Regions from separate parts of the Rattus norvegicus genome. Here all the other regions are linked to region 2. A link is a contact called in public Hi-C data. All regions are on one chromosome and are shown on one strand. Each heading gives the region's core, a stretch centred on a gene start, on an enhancer-like site or on the middle of the called end of the contact. The rest is flanking DNA. Distances are from core to core; before and after follow the strand shown. Region 1 holds the start of Invs (inversin). Region 2 holds the start of Nr4a3 (nuclear receptor subfamily 4, group A, member 3). Region 3 has its middle 61 kb from the start of Stx17.

Region 1 (3,419 bases), core at 45-2,544, 250 kb after region 2:
CAATTCAAGTGTTCTCAAATACTGTCATAACAGCCCCATTAAACTTTTCTCATGTTCACATATAGAGTTAGACCTTCCGTTTTTGTCTCAATTTGACCTTAAGAAGAGGCCAAGTAAGTCTCATACTCAAGACAGACTTCAGATGAAGACCTGGGGAAAGATTCTTTTCTAAGATGGGATGATGTCGTGCAGGTTGAGAAGCCCCGAGCACCTAGGTATGTAGAAGAGCTGATTATTCTCAAGTCCAGAGCACTGACAAAGATTGATGTATGCTTCTAGGGAGTATAGGTTGCAACAGTGCTTGCAGGAGGACCTAGCAGAGCCTGTCAGATAATCACACACTCCACCTTTTCAAATTCCTATTCTCCCAGTCGACACCAAACCACTCTCCAGTTCCGGGTTTCCAACCAATCACATGAAGCCACAACAGAGGGCTTTGCCTCTGTTTCAAGGATCCAGAGAGAGATTCACACGACCCCAACACCTGTCGGCTTCACACCCTTCTCAGTGTAGGAGAAAACATTAGCTGTATCCTTGGTCCCTTAGGATTCTGGTGCCTCAAGCAGGTCCTCAACGTCCACAAAACTCAAACGAATTCCAGGGGCCTCAGCGGTGACCTCCCACGTATCACTCCCCCAAGGCGAATTCTCCTATTTGCAGGTTCCAAGCCCTGACTGTGGTTTCGCAGGCCTCGTGGACCGCAGGCTTAAGAAGCCAAAAGAACAGCGAAAGTGAAGGCAGTGCTCCGGGATGCACGCCTCTCCAGCGGAGGAGAGTCGAGGCAACCAGGGGCTGCACCGTTCTCCCTCGCGAAGGGCGGGAGGCGGTCAGGGAGGGTTTGTCATCCCCACATACACTCACCAGGAGTAGCAAGGAGCATCTGAGGTCTGGTAAAGACAGGAAGACGGTAGGATTCATGGTAACGATGGGGTCGACGGCGGGGTCAGGAGGTGGCTGCTGGGACTGGACCGGGCTAGAAAAGGGCTGGGCTCCGGGGCCGGCGGCAGCGGCACCTCGTCCTCTCGACCCGGAGCTCCAGCGGCGAACACCCGGGACAACTTCCAGAGAGGCCTCTCACGCCCTCACTTCCGGGTCCTGCCCATCTCTAGGCACGTCGGGAAATGTAGTCCACATTGCTCTCACTGACCATGTCATAGGAGAGCTGGAACTCTCTTTCCCAGTAAGCCCCGTGCCCAGGACAGCCGAGCCATCTGTGCGCGGGGCTCTTCGGGATTGGAAGGGGCCGCGTACCTCTGTGCCTCCGGAGACCGGAACTACAATTCCCAGAGGGTTGTGCGGCCGGGAGCCTCAGGCTGCTTCTTCAGAGCTCCTGGGCTCTAGGGTCCTGGGGTCTGTTCCTGTGGGCAAAGTGGCCTGACTTGGCGGGAGGCGCGGCCCAGTGAGGGTTGTACCTCCTAGGGCGGCCCCGGGACGCCAGTTTTGGAGGCAGGGGTGAGTAGGAAGCGGTCCAGCACCGGCGGCTCGGGTAGCTGGAGAGCACCGCCCAGGGCCGCTACAGCGTTTTCTTGGCCCGCCTGCTCTGAGGTGTGGCCTGATCCTCCATCCCTGGCCTCCAAGCTGCTGCCTCTTCTTTCCGCGCTACTTCCTTCGTTATATAAGGAGAATCACCACTGCGGCTTCAGTCAATGACTTATCCAGGGTTGTTTCAGAGGGTCTGTGAAAGGAAAAGGGATGGGAAAGCATGTTGTAAACTATAAAGCACAGTGCCTAAGTGACAGTGACCACTTCTTACAGTACAATTACGAATTAACCAAGCAGTAAAGGATTTTAACCTGGTGTCTGGTAGCTTTCCAGAATCTTCTATGAACATCCAGCTAGATTCATGTGCCCGGAAAGTTAGCCACATCATCATTACCTAGCACCCAGGAGGCATTCTGCATTTGTGGTTCTCCCTACGCCAGGTCTTTGCTTCAGCCTTCCTGCTCCCGGTGGTGGCCTTACCTAACTCTTTCTCTTTCTGGTTTGCCATCTCAAGTGCCACTATGTCAGGCATTTGATTCCCCTGATATCTGTTACATTCACCAAATCTTTCATCTTAACAAGAATTGCTTTTTCTGTGTGTGAGCTCAGCACCACTACTTTTGCATAGTCATAATTAGAGCGTTTATTGCACAGGCTTATTTTATAATTATTTAATGATGATGATACACTTTAAAACACTAACAAAGTGGTTTTGATTTCTTTCTATAAAAAATTATTTATTGAGGGAGAACAGCAAGAATAATAGCATTTCTGCTAAATGGGGAGGATGAGAAAGAAGAGAAAAGGAGTGGAAGAGGAAGAAGACAACGACAAAGACAACGATGACAGCGACAAAGCAGCAGCAGCACCTAAAGGAACAGCTTTCCCAGGGAGACAAAATTAAAGTGAAGTGGAGCCAAGACTTAAACCCACTACTTCCATATCAATGTAACATTCACTGCATTCTCTGACTGATCCCAAGTTTTGTTAAAATACGAAATTGAAGAACAGTAGGATTCATTGTGGTGGTACATGCTTGTACTCCCAGCACAAGCCAAGAGGCCGAAGTGGAAGGATCAGGAGTTTAAAGCCAGCGTGGGCTACATAAAAAGTTAACAGGCAACTTAGTCTTTAAGTTACAAGACTCTGCTTGAAAAAAAAAATGGAGAAGAAAAAAAAGAAAAGAAATGAAGGAAGAAAAGAATAGAATTCATTAATCACTGACGCTAAACTTTGATCTGACTTACCCTTTGGACTTAGGACTCACCCTATGACACTTCATTCAATAAACTTTCACTTAGCACCAGCTGAATACCTATTACTGTGCTAACTGCTAAAATTATGGTTAAGCATGTATAGTTATTATAAGGATAGATATAACTTCAAAGTATTGGATAAGCTTTTTTGTGGTCTGGCATGCCAAAAACTTTACTTTGAATCCACAATGATGGATTTCAAACAGTGCTTTAATAGTTGGTACTCCACTTGTTAACTAGAGGAGTATAGTTAACCTTTTTAATTTTTAATCTTTACAAAAATCTAAAGGCACACCAATGATCATTAACAAAACTGGACCGGGAACTCAAATGCAGTCTTCCTACTATCTTTTACCTCAATTCTTCTCTCAAGTGACTTTGCTACAATCCTGCATATGACACTTTTGTTCTAACATGACAGACACGCTCAGACAAAACAAGTGTCCCACAACAGTGTCTTCTGTATTTTTGCCAGCATCTTAACATTATCAACAAATTAAATGAAAAGCTAACTTTTACCATAATTTAGCATTTTCTAAATTAGAACAACAATTCAGTAATCCTCCTCAGTTGTGAAAAAACTCTGTCAGAATCATATGCAAGCATGTTTGAGTCTTTCTATGATGTTAGATTTTAGTGAATGACAATAAATTGACAAAGTGTAATGGTTCCAATGGTAGC
Region 2 (3,368 bases), core at 696-3,195:
GCGCGCGCGCGCCCGACGCCCCACTAAAAATAGCCGGGACCCGTCTATATTTGGTTCGCCGGATCCCGGCGCGGACGCGCGCGTCCCACCCCGCCCCGCCCCACGCCGTGCCGCGCTGAATGGAGACGGGAGGGGGTGACCGAGGGGAACCTACTCCGCTATCTGCCGCGCGCGCCGCCGCCTGGGCCCGGCCAACCGCCCAATTTAGTAACATCGCCTGCGTCAATCACGCGCCTCGCGTGCGTCAGCGCCGCGCGGCTCCAGGTCCTGCTCCCCCAACCCCCAGCCTTTGAATGGATTCAATGTAGGAGCGCCCTCCTTCTTTCTGGGCTAGGATGGGAACGCACCCGCAGCCAGGGGGCTCGGTTCCTCTGGGCTGGGACAACTTTCCGAGCGTCCTCTCACGGTCTTAAGCACACCAGCCTGCTAAAGTGAAAGTGGAGGCGTAGACTTAGAGAGGCACACTATGCACGTGTTGTTTTGTTTTCGAGTTTCTGGTCCCAGTTCGAACCTTCTTCGATTCTGGGGCATGTGCTATGACTAGGGGATCCTCTTCCCCCAACTTTGCCACCCACAGGCTCAAGTCAAAAAAAAAAAAAATGCCACTTGGGATTCTAGCAGACCACCAGAGACCGCGTCTGTCTGAGTTGTTTCATTCAAACATTTCCTTCGTAAAACAATCATTTCTGAGAGAGGTTACTTTCACTTAGTAGCCACCTTTGGAACTAAGAGTTCCAAACTCGAACATGTTTTGGTTTTGTTTGTCTGGTTTGCTTTGTTTTCAGCAAGAAAGTGACATCCTAAATTCATTTCCAGGAAGAAATCGCTGTCCCTTATACAGTCGCCCAGACTTTCTGCATACTTGGAAGACAAATGGGCCATAGGAAAGATCCCCTAGAGACCGCTTAATGAATCCTGTTGATTGATTTTGAAATATTTCATTTGAGAGATGGAAGGGGAGGCGTCTACGACCCTCAAAAAAAGTGAAAGTGCGAGTTCCAAGTGTGACCCGGTGCAGGGGAGGAGTAGAGGATCTGTTTAACAGTCAGACTCACTCAGCTGTTCAACACGTGTGGTGTGTTTGTTTTATATATAGTTTCTCGTGCAGCGCGCGCGTGGCTCGATGTGCATTTCTTTGGATTATAAAGTGTCCAGTAAAGAACACCACACCATAAGTGTAAAGAAATAAAATCTTGTCCCTGGAGCGGTCTGCATCCTAGGGCGAAACACCAACAGCAGACAGGAGGAAGAGGCAAATTAGCCTAGGCGCAAAGGGCCAGAGAGACGTAAACAGCCTTAGAACCACTGCATGAGGAAAGCACAGCTGCACCTCAGGGAGTCTTCGGGCTGGTGCCAGACTCCTTCAGCAGTGACTGCCAGGTCACTCGGAGAAGCTGGCTGGCGTAGCCTTCCCTTTCGGAAGAGCTGTCCTCTCTCTTACCCCCTCGACCTGGCTAGGTGCCTCGGGGCAGCCTCGGAGGCGAGCCAGCAGCACTCCTCCAACTCTACTCCACCCGGAGCCTGACAGCTGGGCGGTCCCGCCTGACCCGCGGGCGGGCTGCGGCACCCTCCGGTAGACCGGCGCCCTGGCAAGCAGCTCCGGTGCAGAGGGGTTGGCGGCGCGAATCTGAGAAGCCTCAGGGCTGTGGTCCGCAGCTCCCCGCGGTTTCCATTGTGCGTCCCTGAGAATGGCCGGGGAACGCGCGTGAGCGCGCGCGCGAACACACACACACACACACACACACACACACACACACACACACACACACACACACCCTCGCACACGCGGAACCGGCTGGGCCAGGGGAGGGAGGAGGAGGGTGACGTAGCGTCCCATGGCGTCACATTGACGTCTCGCATTCCAGGCACTCTATGGAGAGGCCGCTAGGGCTCCTGTGGCATAAATGACGTGCCGAGAGAGCGAGCGAACGCGCAGCCGGGAGAGCCGAGTCTCCTGCCTCCCGCCCCCCACCCCTCCAGCGCCTGCTCCTCCTCCGCTCCCCATACACAGACACGCTCACACCCGCTCCTTCACTTGCACACACAGACACACGCGCGCTCACACGCTCCGCACACACACTCCACTCTCTCCCGCGCGCTCACACCCCTCTCTCTCGGCGCCCTCGCCGGTGTCGCGCCGCGCCGCGCCGCGCCGCAGCCGGACGCCCCTCCAGGGCTCACTTTGCAACGCTGACAGAGCGGGCAGTGGCCGTGGAGGTGGGAAACGTGGCGACATCCTAGCCCCTGGTCGCAGCCGGAGACTGGACGCCTGCGGAACCTCTCGGCGGCGCTCTCCCATGAGTTGGGATCGCAGCATCCCCAGCCAGCCGCTGCTCACCGCCTCTGGGAGCCGCTGGGTTTGTGCACCGCAGCCCTTCCGGGACAGCAGCTGTGACTCTCCCCCAATCCAGATTTCGGGGTCGCTCTCTAGAAACTCGCTCTAAAGACGGAACCTCCACAGAACCCAAGTACGTACAATATGCCCAGTTAATATGGGGACTTGCTTAAAAGTTGGCGCGCTGGGAAGTGTCGCTCCTGAAATTGACAACTTTTAATGTGGGGCTCCCCCCCCCCGCCGCCTCCCCTCTCAGGCTTTGCTCCCCAGGCGAGCGGTGGGCTCCAATCTGAAACTTTTCCCCTGTAGCTGGCCCTCGGGGACTCTGGAGCTTGTGAGATTCTTCTCCCCACCCAAAGAGGCGAAAAGCCTCTAACAAAGAGGAGGACCTGGATTTGTGCTATAGCTGCTCCAGCGTTGTAATTCAGGGTATTTCGGCTCTAGTTGTCATGGTAATGATGCTCTCGGCGGCGGCGGCGGCGGCGGCGGCGGCGGCTGCGGCAGAGAGTTGGAGCCCCGGTGATGAACGGCAGTAATTTTCCTGCCTTTTAAGTGGGATTGAAAATAGGGACTCTGGTGGGTCCGAGTTAATGTGTCTAATGGTGAAATGAAGCTGGTTGTCTGGGAGAAAGCCTAGGAGGGACACTGCCTGGGCAGCAGCGGCCAGAGTTTGCAGAGGCGCTGGAGGAGCTCAGCAAAGAGGGTGTAATTGTAGGAATGCGGCTTATTGTATTGAAATGAGCCCGGGGCTCCACTAGGCACGTCTGCCAGGCGTCGCCGACTTGCTGGTTTACACTTTTCCCCACGGAGGTAATCGGGTGTAATTGCCGACTCTCGCGCCCCGACACGCGTGGGGACGGCGTCCCTCTTCTCCGGGCCTTGACTGGTGTGGGAAAGGCTTGTGTTACTACTTTTCAATGCGCTTTCGGAGAAGTTGCTCCGAGTGTTTTTATTCTTGGTAAGGAGGAAAGTTCTCGATGAAAAAGAGAGCTGAGAGGCAGAGCTCAGTCTGCGGAGACTGGCTTTCAAAGGC
Region 3 (3,445 bases), core at 233-2,732, 150 kb after region 2:
TTCTGCAATTGGGTTTTACTGGAAGCCCAGGCTCGTTTTGAAGTTGCAATCCTCCTGCTGGGATTACATACATCCAGCTCTGTTTTATAACTGCTATTAACACGGGTTCCTAACAAGTGGTTCTGTTTGTACTCATCAGTTTGGCACCATTTCACAGAAGAACTTGTGTGTTATAAATAATAATAAAAGAGTTACGTATCTACATTGCTATCTTCAAAGAAACTAACTTGTGACAAAAATACATCTGTGCAATGTTAACCCAACAAATATATTGGAATAAAAACATAAAAAGTGTCAAATGATTTGACCAAGATCACAAAGCTATTTTGTATAAGATCTAAGAGAACGATTTGGGATGTGGTGGGGATCCTCCATTATTTTAAGATTTTGTTAGGCCATGTCAAGTTGCCTGATGAAGCTTGCAGGCTCTCAGCCCAACTTCATTGGTCTAAATCAGGCAAAATGGAAAGAAATGTAAGAATATAAATTCATCTAAAAGAAGAAATTAGATGCAATTTCTTAACTTTCCAAACCATGTCAGTGCCTTTGAAGCCAAATCGGAGGATCCCTTCAACAGCAAGTGAACTTCCGTGGGCCCCTGTGAACACTCCCGTTTGAGCAAGTCACTTGATAGTTTGCCTTTTGCATATACTTATCAACTATTTGAGATGTTCCTGCTATTGTTAATTACTGTGTTACTGCATTTCACCAACTAAACTCCTAAAAGGAGTTTCCACATTATTGAACTTTAAGTATGGCAAAGTAAGGACAAGGAAAGGCTAAACGGCAAGGATTTCTGCAAAATTCATTCCTTTCTGAATTGGTTTGTTATTAGGAAATATGCAATAAATTTCACCCATTTGACAAACAATAAACAGAATTCCTGTTGTGTATTAAATTCTAGTGTCATATACAGAAATAGACCTGTAGATCCTATCGTAGTAAGCCACGCAGTTACTAAACCGGGTAAGACGTGACAAAGCACGGTAAGCACCAGGGAGAGGATGGAAAAGGTATCCGATTCCTGATGAAGGAATAACTGGAAGCGAATGGGGAGGCGTTGCAGAGCTGGTGTTTGAGCAGTGGGAAGGAAGAAGATGCCTGATGGAACAGGCAGTAAGCTTCAAGTGAGTAAGGACTTGCATGAAACAAAATGACACGGGGAAAGTCAAGGCATTAATGAGAACAAGAAACTGAATGTACGTACAACTTAACAATGAGGCTGGTTAGGGGGAAACAGACAAGAGTGGCTGCATTATTTAAAATACAGCAGTTCTTTGTTTAAAGCAGTGGTTCTCAACCTTCCTAACAACAGTTCCTTGTGACTATCAACCACAAAATTTGTTATTGCTACTTCCTAATTGTAAATTTTGCTGTTATGAATTTAATGCAGATATGTTTTCCATTGGTCTTAAGTGACCCCCATGAAAGGGCTGTCCAACCCCCAAAGGGGTCATAACCCATAGGCTGAGAACGCTGGTTTAAAGGAACTGATGGTGCTTTGCATCAGTCTGTGCTGTGAGTTGTTCATTCCCCATTGTTGCCAGAAATACCTTCATACTGGCTGCAGCTTTTGGTGTGTTTAACGTAGCTTTCTTCTTTTCTCACCTCTGATTTTTGAGATCCTCCTGTTTTAATACTGAATGCCTACCTTTTGATGATTACTTAACCCACTGAGAAATGCCATGGAATTTACCTTTTACTGCCCAGGACTCCGCAGTCCAGTTTGCCATGGTCATGTTTCCCACTCGATGCTGTTCATTGGCTCCCATTTCTCTTTCACCTGTAGGCAATTCTTCAGAGTTGAAAGCTTCTCCATAATGATAGTAAGACCTCTCCAAGTAGACAGTAAGCTTCAACTGGAATGTGACCAGGCATCTGCAGATGCTGTTATTATTTTATTATTATTTTATTGGCATGAAACACAGGATGAGAAGACTCAACAGCTGAGTTGCAAAACTATAACTTTGGAGGTGCTAGGGCATAGCAAATCTTTGTGCATTGCCCATGTTTGCCATTAAGAGGAATACAAAATTAAAGACAAGAAATCTAGAAAATACACTGAAAACTTGAATGTCATGAAGAGTCCAGAATCAAGGTGAAGACAGTTTTCTTCTGCAAATTAAGTCTTGATCTGGAAGACTGATCTGTCAGCAAAAAAATCCCAGGGGATTTTTTTTTTTAAACTGACTGTTTTACAGTTAGATTTGTAGGACTGGTAGGGTCTACATGAGTTACTTTTCTTGCTGAGATCACTAACAAAGCACTTAGGGAAACGGGTTCATTTGCCTCCGTCTCAGGAGCTTGGGCAGCTGTAGGCTTTACATCTAGAGTTGGGAAGTGGCGGACGCTGGTGCTCAGCGTCCTCTTCTTCATGGAGCCTGGGTCTCCAGCCCGTGCAATGCTGTAGCACAAACTAACCTAATCCAGAAATTTCCTCAGGCATACTCAGAAGCTCGGTTTGGTTCTTTGGTGATTCTAGATCTTGTCAAGTTGGCAGTATTAATCTTCACAAGGCCTAAGAAATTTACAATTGGACAAACTAATATTGAAATAGGATGTAGCTGAAAGAGTGCAAAGGCTTTTCTGGAAAAGCAGACAATGGGATTAGGCAAGGCAAGGCTTATTAAAGGGACACACTTAACAGAATTTGAACAAAGTTCATATAAACAGCTTCTTTCCAAACAGCCTCTTTTGATAAGAACGGAAAGTGATATTATAGCTGCCTTTCTTTTCTCTGTGAGTCTTATTAGAGATTTACATGGTAGGTAGAGTTGGGTTAACAGTTCAAGACATGTTTTTGAAGATTTATTTGTTATATACAAGTACACTGTAGGTGTCTTCAGACACCAGAAGAGGACAACAGATACTATTACAGATGGTTGTGAGCCACCATGTGGTTGCTGGGATTTGAACTCAGGACCTCTGAAAGAGAAGTCAGTGCTCTTAACCACTGAGCCATCTCTCCATCCCAGTTCAAGACATTCTTATAGGCTACCCCTTTGATACCCTGTCTATGACACAGAGTGACTTCATGTGTTAATAACTATGAATGCTAAATGCCCAATATGGTTGGTTCAGACTAACTATAACTATTAGTGACTGCAGTTACATGATTTACTATTATTTCCCCAAGGTTTAAAGGACAAGTGCACTAATGCAAAAGTGTGGTGGATCTGTAAAAAAATAGAGCACAAATATTGAAGGACACTATGAGCAAAGATGAGAAAACATTGGATTTTTAAAAGTTGATATCCTTTACACAAATGGTGGTAACCTGTTACGCACGCTTAAAATTTTTATCTTCGCATGCAAAGTAGCAGGTTTCTTTATGGCATTTTCATACATACTTGGTTGTGGTTAACCTTCCTACACATTACTCACTCCCATCTTCCCGCTTGTTGTGGTCTGCCCTGGAGTTATCTGTATTTTGGTGCTAATTCCA

What was found. A called contact is a pair of places that touch in the nucleus more often than the background predicts.
Region 1: a Hi-C map of liver shows a contact between it and region 2, with 4 times the contacts expected there. The contact joins the promoter of Invs here to the promoter of Nr4a3 in region 2. A contact is called at or near these places in 3 of 12 Hi-C or Micro-C datasets (frontal cortex, liver and mammary epithelial cells).
Region 3: a Hi-C map of Schwann cells shows a contact between it and region 2, with 4 times the contacts expected there. The contact joins the enhancer-like site here to the promoter of Nr4a3 in region 2. A contact is called at or near these places in 3 of 12 Hi-C or Micro-C datasets (the A7r5 cell line, Schwann cells and kidney).

Annotation. Positions count from the first base shown.
Region 1 is chr5:67,405,217-67,408,635 of GRCr8, forward strand. Invs (inversin) reads left to right here and starts at 1,295. Exons shown (of 17, transcript NM_001107932.2): 1 at 1,295-1,452. Erp44 (endoplasmic reticulum protein 44) reads right to left here and starts at 991. Exons shown (of 12, transcript NM_001008317.2): 1 at 862-991. The coding sequence starts at 918.
Region 2 is chr5:67,155,253-67,158,620 of GRCr8, forward strand. Nr4a3 (nuclear receptor subfamily 4, group A, member 3) reads left to right here and starts at 1,946. Exons shown (of 8, transcript NM_031628.2): 1 at 1,946-2,468. It overlaps LOC134478966 (a long non-coding RNA gene), which reads right to left and starts at 1,894. Exons shown (of 2, transcript XR_010051797.1): 1 at 1-1,894.
Region 3 is chr5:67,301,354-67,304,798 of GRCr8, forward strand. It overlaps a transcript of Stx17 not described here. Among named protein-coding and RNA genes, the nearest start is that of Stx17, 61 kb to the left of the region's middle. Within about 2 kb of position 1,483, at least 1 of the 93 cell types and tissues checked has an H3K27ac peak or open chromatin away from gene starts, as enhancers often do. A contact at or near this core is called in Schwann cells, where this site is marked.